2 separate regions of the Mus musculus genome follow, and region 2 is linked to region 1. Evidence: chromatin contacts called from public promoter capture Hi-C data. All regions are on one chromosome and are shown on one strand. The core of a region is the stretch at or near the end of the contact, and the rest is flanking DNA. Distances in the headings are between cores, read along the strand shown.

What was found. Promoter capture Hi-C pulls out the DNA fragments that hold promoters and counts their contacts.
Region 2: a promoter capture Hi-C map of hematopoietic stem and progenitor cells shows a contact between it and region 1. The contact joins the promoter of Spta1 here to the enhancer-like site in region 1. A contact is called at or near these places in 13 of 39 promoter capture datasets (the 3T3-L1 cell line, the C10 cell line, the HPC-7 cell line and 9 more), 1 of 15 datasets of contacts at CTCF or cohesin (large pre-B cells), 5 of 484 Hi-C or Micro-C datasets (B cells, the G1E-ER4 cell line, the HPC-7 cell line and 1 more), 3 of 115 datasets of contacts at active chromatin or transcription factors (embryonic stem cells, fibro-adipogenic progenitors and large pre-B cells) and 1 of 9 other capture datasets (adipose tissue).

The regions. Positions count from the first base shown.
Region 1 is chr1:173,448,663-173,454,617 of GRCm38.p6, reverse strand. Aim2 (absent in melanoma 2) reads right to left here. Exons shown (of 9, transcript NM_001013779.2): 3 at 1,670-1,790; 4 at 305-394. Among named protein-coding and RNA genes, the nearest start is that of Aim2, 31 kb to the right of the region's middle. Within about 2 kb of position 2,732, at least 44 of the 459 cell types and tissues checked have an H3K27ac peak or open chromatin away from gene starts, as enhancers often do. A contact at or near this core is called in hematopoietic stem and progenitor cells, where this site is marked.
Region 2 is chr1:174,170,298-174,176,252 of GRCm38.p6, reverse strand. Spta1 (spectrin alpha, erythrocytic 1) reads right to left here and starts at 3,477. Exons shown (of 52, transcript NM_011465.4): 1 at 3,292-3,477; 2 at 1,690-1,926; 3 at 365-490. The coding sequence starts at 3,312. It overlaps Gm36196 (a long non-coding RNA gene), which reads left to right and starts at 3,472. Exons shown (of 3, transcript XR_373720.3): 1 at 3,472-3,700.

The sequences.
Region 1 (5,955 bases), core at 1,483-3,982:
TAATTCTACATCTGCATGCAAAGCTAAGGACAAAAAGATACCAAATATGTTAAAATATTCACCAAGTAACACTCTGCCGACTACCTATAAATGCTTTTAAAGACTTAATAATTAGGGAAGTCAAATGGTAAGCAGAAAAATGTCAGAATAAAATCAGAACCACATATACAAAAAACATGGCACATAAACAGTATGAATAAATCTGAAAGAAAGAATTATCAGCAAAGAACAGTATTCAGAAAAATTATGTGGGAGATGATAATAATTGATCTTTATCTTATATCACAGAAAAATAAATACTCACCTAGATACAATAGCTAAATAGGAATAGCAGTACAGTTGAGAAACACTGGATTTTTTTTCTTCACTTTACATTGAGAAAAAGGAAAACTTCCTAAACAATATACATAAAGGACATGTTAGGGAGGCAAGAGTTATTAAATTTCATCGAAAACATAGTCTAAAATTCTGCATGAAAATACAAACAATGCAAACATCAACAAAAAGGTCCAAATTGGGATTGTACCGCCTCCAGTGTCTATGATGAATAAACGCCTTGTTTTCAAATATGTGAAGAAAACCACATATCTGTGAGAAATTGTCAACTGCCTAGGTGAAGAGTGGTGAAAAGAGATGAACAAGCAGTGTGCTTCAGTATGTGATGACGTTGTGTAACAATATCATTAACACTGCTAGTAGTCTGTTACTTTGCAGTGAACAAGGTAGAAGAAATAAGACCAGAACAGGGGGATTCATGAGAAGAAAACAACAGGTCAAAGACCCTCACATTTCCCACCACTGCAGACTATTTCAATGAGCTCTATAGACTACAGTTAATGAGACCTTGCCACTCTCGGTAAAAACTGGGCAGGTAAGGAAGAGATCAGAGTATCTCTGCTTACGTGGGTGGTGCTCATATTCAAAGCCCAAAACTACCATAAGCACCCTTTCCAACTTAAGACATACAATACACCCAGAATAGCCACAGCGAGGAGTCTGCACCAGGGCACCAGTCCCTTCGACAAACGGGAAGTAGGAAATCTCCTCTGACTTAGTATGTGGAGGATGCTAATCACCTCAGCATGCTTTCTGCTGGTCTGTGTGAAATTTTAATCTTTCTACACCCATCTTCGATAAAAACATAATCACAGTTAATCACACTTTATATGAAAAATTAAGACATTGATTCCTCCAAAGGTTGTTTATCTTATTTACATACAATTTTTCATTTTACTATAGAATAAGTCTTCAAAAAAAAGTTGTAAACTATTGGTTGAGACGAAAATGAATCTCAGCAGTAGAGCCCTTGACTCCTATGTGGGAGGTTCTGGGTTCAACTGAAAGGACCAGGAAATACAGCCACAGTGAGGTGCTGGGTAGAGGGTGGATTATCAGCGAAGGAAATGCACTCCAATCCTCAGGGCCAGCAAGAGGTGCAGCTGCAATCTGAGAGTACAGTGCTATGCCTCGCAGAATGCATATGCCAAGTGCTCGCACAGGGAGCCTGAGAGATGGAAAGGGTTAAGAAAGACATATATGATAGGCTGGCCTCTTTCTAAACAGGGAGGGCTGTTACACTATGTGAAAGTGCCCTTTACGGCATACCTGGAAAACACCAGCTCTGCAGTAATTGTTGGTTCAATTTGGGATTTGAGGCACAATGACTTACCTGACGCCACCCAGCTTCTAAAGGATGACTATGCGGCCAGACCTCAAGTCTCCTGAATCAAGTCCTCTGTACTGTCTTGTTCCCACTGCCTTTGTATTATTCACAGAATGGGCAACAATACCTTTAAATTAAAAAACAAAACAAAACAAAACAACAACAAAATTCTAACGTTATTGGCTGTTATTCGAAGACACACATTCCGTAACTCTCTTAAAGTATTAATAATGATATAATAATTGCCATCTTTTCCCCTTGTCAAAACCATTTATCTCTCTTCACTGTGTGTTGGAATAAATTAAACCCACCCTCTCTGTAGATTTCTACTCAAACTTCCCTGCATATGTATTATAAAACTAAAACTGGCCCTGTTCCTCTCTGTTACCACAAACTGTTTCGTTTTCCTCTCTACTTGTCTACTTAGCAATCCAGTAGTTTTTTGGTTCACATTCTGTGCTGGAATAAAAGTGGCTTGTGGGCAAGGACTCTGTTGTTCATGTCTGCAGTCCTGGCTCCTAAAATAGCATCTGCAATACAAGCATTCAACAAACATTCATTGACTTTTTCTAAGTAAAAATACAGTTCTAGGTGTCTTCTGGGCTGGATTCTGGGTGCTTTTAGTTTGACTAAGAAGCCCAGTTGAAAGGTCACAGAACAATATGGCAGGAAATAAGAACCCCTAGCAACCATCTTCCCACAGGCACACAAATTTTGATTAGTTGTACAGAGCCCAACCCACCCTCCTAACACCTAAAGAAGCCATGTGAGAGACCATCCTGTCTTGGTTGCATTTGATAGTAAGACAAGACACAATGAAGAAATGGGAGGGAGAGATTTGTCCATGTTGACACTCCTCCACATTCACAAAGGGGGGTGGGGGGCAGAGAGAGACAGAGAGAAGGAATTCATCCCAGGCCTTAGTCTTTAAACTCAGTACGAGGCTATCATAGCGAAGTATCACTGCTTGGAAGAATTCTATAACCCCTTCCCCCAGGCTAGACTGAGCAACTGGAATTGTGTAAGTCAGTCTGCATGCTCACTTCCTCTATCTCTTCTCCTTGGATCTGGGTCAGACAGAAGGATGAGCAGAAAGGTCTCCACCCACAGGCAACATGGCCCAAATCTAGCCCAGAATTCTGCTCACTGCAGTGGGAAGTAGCAAGAAACAGAAAGTAACGCCTTTTAGACCCAGGCCACATCTCATAGATGAAACCTCCCTCCCGACATACACTAGAACTAAGCAATTGCCTACATGCCAGTGGGACTGTCTCAAGCTTGCTTAGATCGTTACCAGCCTGGCAGTGAGAAAGGGACACACACCCTACTCTGACCACATATTTTCTCTGCCTGTGAGTCCCAGGTGTGACACAGGTTAGTGTCGCCCTTGGTGGACCCTAGATTTGGGTATCAGCTCTCTTCAGGTTAGTGTTATCAGACAGATCATCAAGCACAAATTATCAAGATCATTTGACATGACTTACCACCAAGCAGGGACTTATACCCTACTGGGATGTCATATTTGGGCCTGTTTGTCTACTGGGATGGCATAGACCTGGGTGCACTCACCATGAAATTCAGAAAGAGAAACAAGAATTCAAAGCTAACTCACTGGCCACTGCCAATAGCAGACCTAGCATCCATGGGAAGTGGGTGTTGAGGGATTGTAGCAAAGGAGAACACATGTTTCAGAAGCTAAGAAAAGATCACTCTTAAAGTTTTTTTTTTTTTTAAGAATCAACTGTGTCTCTTGTTTGTTTTGCTATAAAGCTACCTAAGGTGAAGGCTACAGATGTGTCATGGGGTTAGCCATGTGGGGTTACGGGTAGCAAGAAGAGCGACAAGGAAGTGGGATGGAAGTTCAACACAAGTCTTGCTGTAAAAGGGCCAGAGAAATGTGATAAAAGACAGGGTAGGAGGTGGGATAGGAAATGGAGAAAGTGACTTATAATTGCTCACTTGATCTCTTTTCTAACATGAGAGGAATCAGTCTTGCTTCATGCTGATGAGAATGTTCTAGAAGGGGGCGAGCTGTGGTATAGAAGAACAAAAGGAAAATTGCTCCTGGGAGTGAGCCTGAGGATGACTCCTCTGGAGTACACCTTCTGAAACAAAGGAAAGCCACTCTCCATTTCCTGCATCTGACATCTGCTGTTAGGGACAGACGCCCACCTTCCTCATGCCAAGATTTCTCAATTCTTCAAGGATCTCCAACCGTGTTCACTTGCTGCCTACGGCTGACAGCTAGACAGCTAGACAGACACAGACTCAACTCCTGGCTCTGCCATTTATTGGCTGTGTGACATCTGGTAAATTACAACCTTATAAAGTGTCCATATCCTCAAGTGTAAAATGGGGAAAAGGTGAACATCTCCATTAAATGGCTACTGTTATAATGCCATGCTACTGAATCAGGGACTTGTAACAGAACCATGTGAGACTAATCACTGAGTCAAAGCTATTAATAGAAAAGTGATAGACAGGATTCAGGGTAGTGATAGTGTACAAGGAATAGAAACTTAGTTTGGGATGGGAGGTGAGGGCTTGTGTTAGGAACTGGGAAAAGAAGGTGGAGGAGTATTTTTCAAAAACTGTTTTGAAAAGACCGAAGACGAAAAAGATGAGGAAAAATTGACATGCAGGCTTGGTAGCTTGCAAGCTGGCTGACTGTCTGGGCTAAAACAGAGGGCTCAGGGGCAGATATGTCAGATGGGAGGCTCCCAGAGCTGGATGAGGGATTAAGTCACTAAGATACTGGGCTACTGCCCGAGAGGTACCTCGGGGACCTTGCATGAGGAGCTGCAGAAAATGTCAGTCTCCTAAAAAGGCTGGCAGGAAATCTTTAAGAGTGACTGAAGCTCAAGAGAAATGAGTCCAACCAAGAGACTCCAGGGGACAGAGCTGGAGTGACAGTAAAGAAAATGTCTGCTTTGAGAGCTGATAGCATGTGCTCATGCTCAAAGCCTCAGAGGATGAACTACATGGCTGGTGCCCTCAGTCTTCTCTCCGGTGGGACAACCATAAAATCACCCAACACTCTTACTTTGCTTCTCATCCCTTGTTCCCCAACAAGTGTGTGCTGCCTCCATCTGGCACATGAAGCTGTTTTCCAGTACTGCTGGTAAGCACAAGACCTTTGCCCCAAGGCACCACAAAGACTCCCATGTTCATAGCTGGTAGGATCCCAGCTCCATTAGCTGAGACAGTCTTCGTTTCATAGCCACAGAAGATAAATTCTTATAGATGCTTCCTGTTAATTCATCTCAAAGTTAAAGTGACACAAAGAAAGAAATGACCAAGAAGAGTCTGTAAGGAATGATAACAGATGAGTTGCTGATACTTGTATAGCAAACAGACATAAGGTAGCGCTTGATTTTTGACCATTAGGACCTTCTCACTATGCTTAGAGGGCAAAGATAAGAAGAAATACTTCAGGCCATGCTGATCTACACAACAAGTTTGACCCTAATGTCTATGCTATATGAGAGCATATAGCATATATGTCCAAAAACCCAACCCAACCAAACCAAAACCAAACTGAACTGAAAGATTTGCTGGTCTCAAACAAAATGCATATAAAATCCTCCATCTTACCTCAAGACTCTTAAGCCCAAATTCAGAGCTGTTGATGTGAAGATCTCGTTTCTAATACAAGGCATCAACAATGATGATACGCATGCTTACTGTGACAGATCAAATGTGAGAAGGTTCTATGTGTTGAGTAGCTACCTGAAGCCATGAAAGTGGAGACTCAATTAAGAATATACAGTGACAAGTTTGAGAACAGTTCTAACAGAAACAAATGTCAGAATCCACGAGGGCAGATGAAGAACCTCTATCCATGCTTTGCAATCACACAGTCAGGCAGGAAAGTGATCCCTTTGAACTCTCACTTCAAGACTCATCCCTGTACATCCACAAATGTAGCCTCAATGAGTCATCTTTATCCAGCACATTCCATACCCTTCTGTGCATTACATTTCCTCACACGTGTAGTCAACCACCATGGGAACTGTATGTATTTAAGACCAGAGAGTACTCTGATGGTCAAACTCAATTCTTAACTTCATGAGATCTAGAACCACAGGGATATGGACATCTCGGGGAGATTATTTTGATTATGTTAACTAAGGTAGGACGATCAGACTCCAGTCCCTGGTCTGGGATCCTGAATGTGGACACAGTGGGAACAGCTGCCTGAATCTCTGGACACTGTGACTCTCCTGACTCTCCTAATGTGATGGACTGCAACTTCAAATGCTGAGTCCAAATTAACCCTTTGTTCCCTAAAT
Region 2 (5,955 bases), core at 2,228-4,727, 720 kb before region 1:
ACTGTCAAAGGGGAAGATTTCAAAGAAGATTGAAATGGATAAACATCACTTAGAAGTCAGAATTAATAATTAATATAAGATTCTTTAGAAAAATTTCATCTGAGAAACATGGGATAGACTGAAGATAGCTTGACCATGACATAAGGACACATATAAGGACGGCCCAGTGCTTTCTATACCATGGTTCTTCTCCACCCATGAAATACAAAGGTACGACATTATTTTGTCTGCCTCAATTTCAATAGAGAACAAGAGCTTTCAGCCCTTGTTGTAAGGCAGCTACATTGAGGTTTACCTGGCATAATCCATGCAAATCCTGATAACACAGTCAGTAATTGGAACTGAGATCCTACCATCCATTTACCTTGGTGGCTTCATGGGCAAAATGGTCTTCTGCAAATCGAGCTTCCCTGATTTCCTCCAGCTCAGGAAGGACTCTTGATTTGGCTTGCACCTCTGATACAAAGGATTCGTGCTTCTGATATTTCCCCTGCAGATTAGGAAGCAGAGTTTATGAATAACAAAATGCAGTCTTATGGGGAAACCAGGAACTGTTTTTGTTCTTCCTCCCAATTCTAAGCAGACTCCCTGCTCTTCTGCATTTACACAGGGATTTCCCTTGGCTGTAGCAGAAACAATCCTATCCTGAAACAAGCAAGTGGTTACTCAAGAAAAACAACTGAAAGTGACTTCTTGAGTCAAAAGTCATAAAGGAAGTCTTTTCTGTTGGTGCTTCCTTCCACTTAAGGCTCCACAGGCTTCTCTGTGAATAAAACCGTGTAATACATACTGCCCTTTAAAGTGCTAATGCTGAGTTCTCTTGTAAGAGGTACAATGAGGAAAATGAAATTATTTGTCTAAAGTTCATAAAGAGCTCTGGCTCTTGTTTTATGTGAATTATGACACATACATAACATATCACCCAGATCTTGCTCCATTCTTGCCGGCTCAACACCAAGATCATTCCTTATGACCTTGCTATGCAACATGCCAATAGATGTAGAACTTTCCACCAAAGCTCTCGCCCTACAACCTTTTATTTGAATTTAACAACAGCTATGAATAATAATTTTGAGAAAGGCTTGAAAAATATCCCCAGCTGAAGAGAATAGACAGTGCTTTAGAAGCCCTGATAAGTTTTACTGTCTATGTTTTAAAAATTAATCGTTAATATCATAATATAGAAAGCACAAGGTATGTCAAAGTTTCTTGAACTTTTAGACACTATTTTGTCTAATAAGCTATCATGAAGTAATGACTCCAATGAGTTTTATTTGCAGATAAGACTCTGAAAGTTAAGAAATGGAAGGCATAGAACATTTAGAGGCACAACTTTCATCTCTATTAGATAGTCTAATCTTTCTGTGACATCTATGTATTAATTATAAGAATGTGAGTTCTGAACGAAACTTCAATATGATGCAGTATGTTTCTGTATTATCAACAACTGATGTATTGTCAGTTTTTTTTTCTTCTAGCTCACTTTTCTAATGTTGTAAAGAAGAAATAATGCCAGCCTTTTTCTTAACTGAATTTTTTAAGTTCCCATTCTACCATTTTGGCTTTGTTCTGTACACAGAATCAGGGCATGCTTACATCCACCTCCTCAACATTAACATGAGGAAAAGGCCACTTCAGTCTCTAGAGAACTCAGGGTGAGTTCTGTAGACATTTGTGGCACTGAGTTACCTGTATGTTTGTGGGTTCATATGTCTTATCTTTTGCAATTTCAAGCTTTTCCATGATCCACTTCTCCAGGTCATCTGCGTCTCTCCTGAAAACTTGATAGTGGTAAGACTCCTCAAGCTTCTGACCCCTCTCGGCAACGCGATCCTTGAACCTCTGGTACTGGTTTAACACCTCCGCTCTTCGGTGTTGGATTTCTTCTGCTGTTTCTAGGACCTTTGGTCCGCTGCTCTCGACAGCCTGTAAGTGAAAAAGTCTCTTCATGTTTTGAAATATTATTCTATATCCCACAATACACATTATGTTAATTAAAGCTATACAAAGAAAAATAAATAATGCCTGTAGCTGTGGCTAGTTCTCATGTTTAGAATGCGATCCCTCTTGCATATCCCAAGGCTTTCATCCATATTGAATCTATGTTCACAAATTATTAAGCCTATTAATTCATACGGTTATTGGGTGCTGTATAACTGTATAATTTTAAACTATAAATAGCTATTTTTAGATTCTATAGAGAGAAGAAATTTGGACTGCTGAAGCAATGCCACAGAATGTCAGATATACATACATACATTATATATATATATATATATATATCCCAGTACAGGGGAACGCCAGGGCCAAGAATTGGGAATGAGTGGGTAGGGGAGCAGGGCGGGAGGAGTGTATAGGGGACTTTTGGGATAGCATTTGAAATGTAAATGAAGAAAATATCTAATAAAAAATTGAAAAAAAAACTTGGTGCCACAACATTCACAAAAAAAAAAAAAAAAAAACGGGGGGGGGGGGAAATGGTAATTTATACCCTTCAAAGGCTAAACAACATTGATAAGTGCTGGTTATCCTGTAAGTTTAAGGAACAGTCAGATGGTTTGTAATTGCTTTAGTGAATCACACACATAAACCTGAGTACTTTTCCTTTTTAAAAGTCTAGATCATGTATTATGTACTCTTCTAATTTGATTTACTAAAAAAAAAAAAGCTGCTTAAAAGAAAATCTAAATGTAACCTGTCTTCTCACTTGTCACAAAGTATAAATCATTAATGTTTTAATAATTGGATTTTGGAATATAAAATATTTATTATTAATCAACACAAAATCATGCTTTAATTTAAAGAAATCCAGTTTTTGTGTAACAATATTTAGAAAAAAATTCCATAGAGACATTTCTATAGTGCATTGCTCTCCTTACATCTTCTATCCAAAATATGCAATACCGTTTATATTTTGATGTTACTTTATTTTCTAAATATAGTTTTTTTATAGACAGTAATTCCTGAGATGACTCTAAAATTAAGTCATTCCACAAGAGCACAATTTTTAGTGGGATTATTTGGTTTCAAATTACCTAGTAGTTTTCTGAATATCTGACTTGAGCAAGTAATTATTAAAATTATTATTATTAATTATTATTATTATATAGTTGTAAAGTTCTACATTATTTTTAGAAGTGAAACCTTCATAAAAGAATTAAAATCAAAACTCTTTGCTACGTTAAAATCAAATAAGTGTAATTTTTAACGACCCTGTGAGGATGGAATGGAAGGCTCAGAGGAGACAAGCTTTCCTAACTTCATCAGGAATGAGAATTCGTCTGTACTCACAGTTTCCTTTGGAGTTTCCATCTCTGCTCAGCTCAGTCTAAGGCTTTGCAAGATGAAATGTAGCTAAGAGAGAAAAATAGTTCTTTGAATGTCCAGTCCACTTCAAATAGGAATGTCAGAAATGTGAATGTGGCAAAGGCCCAGAGGAAAAAAAGAGTTTTAGAGTCCCGCCAAGCGTAGACAATCTGCATTATCTCCAGGGGACATATTCAGTTGAGGCAGCTGCTGACTTCCACACACAAGGTGACTCAGCAGTTTGGGGGGCTGTGGCTCTCTGGACCTCAGTAGGTATTTTACAAAGGAAAGGAAACAAAGTTTTCAGATGCAAAAGTTTGGAGGAAAACCAGTGACATTTGAAAGGCAAGTGCCTGTATTGGGCTGTGTTTTACTCAGTCACAGAGCTTATAAGGTAAGAGAATTTAAAAATCAGGAAGAAATTCCAGGTTTCCCTTTCTTCTGATTTCACACTGGAGAACTGAGGGAATCAGAGGAGACATGTTTCTCTCTTTCACCCTTCCTTCCTTCCTTCCTTCCTTCCTTCCTTCCTTTCTTTCTTTCTTTCTTTCTTTCTTTCTTTCTTTCTTTCTTTCTTTCTTTCTTTCTTTCTTTCTTTCTTTCTTTCTTTCTTTCTTTCTTTCTTTCTTTCTTTCTTTCTTTCTTTCTTTCTTTCTTTCTTTCTTTCTTTCTTAAAATTATTTAACCTTTTTTTTTTTTCACTCCAGATTTTATCCCCCTCCAGGTCCACCTTCTGACTGTTCCACATCCCATATCTCTTTGCCAACCCATCCACTGGTCATCCCATTTGCTTCTGTTGCTCCTGCCTTTGTGCCTGTGTCTCAGAAATCAATGGCAAGACCTATGTCATGAAGCTTTACCCCAGGTTTCCTCCTAACAGTTTTACATTACACTTAAGTCTTTTGTATGATGAAGACACAATTTTGTTCCACAACATCCAGTCCTGCCAATTAAGCCACTGTGGTGTGTGTGTGTGTGTGTGTGATTATAAGGAATTAAGGGTTTTGTAATTATTATGAGATGGCATCAGAAAGTAGAGCCCAGAACCATAAATTTTGATGGCCTAAGAGAAGACTGGTTAAAAGGAGGAGGGAAATCATGAAATGAATGGTTTTTACAGGAGGAGTCTTCTGTGCGTGGGTGGGGTGATTTGGAGGGCTGTCCCTCTGGGCCTTGTTTATCAGCTCTGGGCAGAGCTGTACGCATAAGGCAAATCAGCCCTGAGCAGCTGCTTCAGCCTGGCTCACAGCTCAGGACAAAGTGAGGCATTTGATGTCCTGCTCTTGGGCTCAGGGAATCCAAGAGCTTCAGAAACAAAAATGTACAGTTTCCATACTGTAAGCATATTTTGGAGTCAATAAAGACAGATACAATAACTTTAATGCAAAATTAGTATTTCCCAAAGAATAGAATCTATCATCAATCTAGTCTCTAACGATTTTGCCTTTGTTTTGCTGGAGCTACTTCATATTTAAATTCTTTGCTTTTTGACTACTACATGGGTCAAGATAGTAGAACACATTGTTCAGAAAATGAAAAAGGTATTTTGTTGGGGGGTGGGGTGCATAGGGTTTCCATATAGAACTCAAGCTGGTCTAGAACTCTTGTCTGTCCTACTTTAGCTTTTTAACTGCTGGAATTATAGGCAGGCATTACTACATAAACAAAGTCCTTCTGTAGTTAATATCTGCTTTCACCATTACCAGCTGACGGTCTCTGAAGTTGCTTACTCCTTAACTCTAGTTGAATATTTATACCTTCTTTCTGTTTTTCCTTTCCTGTTTATACATATGCTTTCATTGCAGTAATAAAACGTATAAGTCATATTTCCTCTCAACAGTATGTTATACATTTGTGATTAGAAGACAACTTAGAACAGTGGAGGGAATGTTGCAGTGGATTGGAAGCTCAAATTCTTTCGAGCAAATGCTCAAATCTACCACTTAAGGATAAGGGGGCTGTTGGAAATTGACTTAAATTTTCTTAAGCATGCTAGGGAGTAGCTATGACTAATTTGCCTACTTGAACGTTGGCATCTGGCCCAATTTAAAAATGTAGAGTTATTTTGTGCAGGGTGGATTGTCAGTTTTAGTTGGATGTGAATGATATCAGTATTATATTTTGACTGTGCCAAATCATCCACTTCATTCTGAGTCATAAATTTTTTAAAAATTGGAATGTAAAAGGGAACTCTTCAGTAGAAGATCACTTCCCGCTGAGAATGCTTCCCATTCTATCATAGGAACCACTGAAACTTTATGTCAAGTTCCCTCCTGCCCTCATCCACCAATGATTGTTTCTCAGTACAGTAATGTGGATGGCAGCAGTAGGCAGATCAATCTTCAGAAGCCTTGTAAGGACAGCATGTTTGTGACATGGTCCCTTTCAGGGAAGCAAAAAGCACTCAATTGAAAACTGTCATTTTTCATCAGAGCAGACACAAGTAGGAACCAGTCAAGAGCTGCAACTACACAGACCGCCTCCTTCAAACACTCAACTCAGTCTGGAGTTCAACGACTGTGTTTAAGGAATACAAAAGAAAGTCCTAACCATACATTTAATCATACGCACAAAGTAGCATCGAGTTGGGTTATTGGCTTGTGCCTTCGGGTTATGACTAAAATTTCTATTCACTAATATATTTTTCCA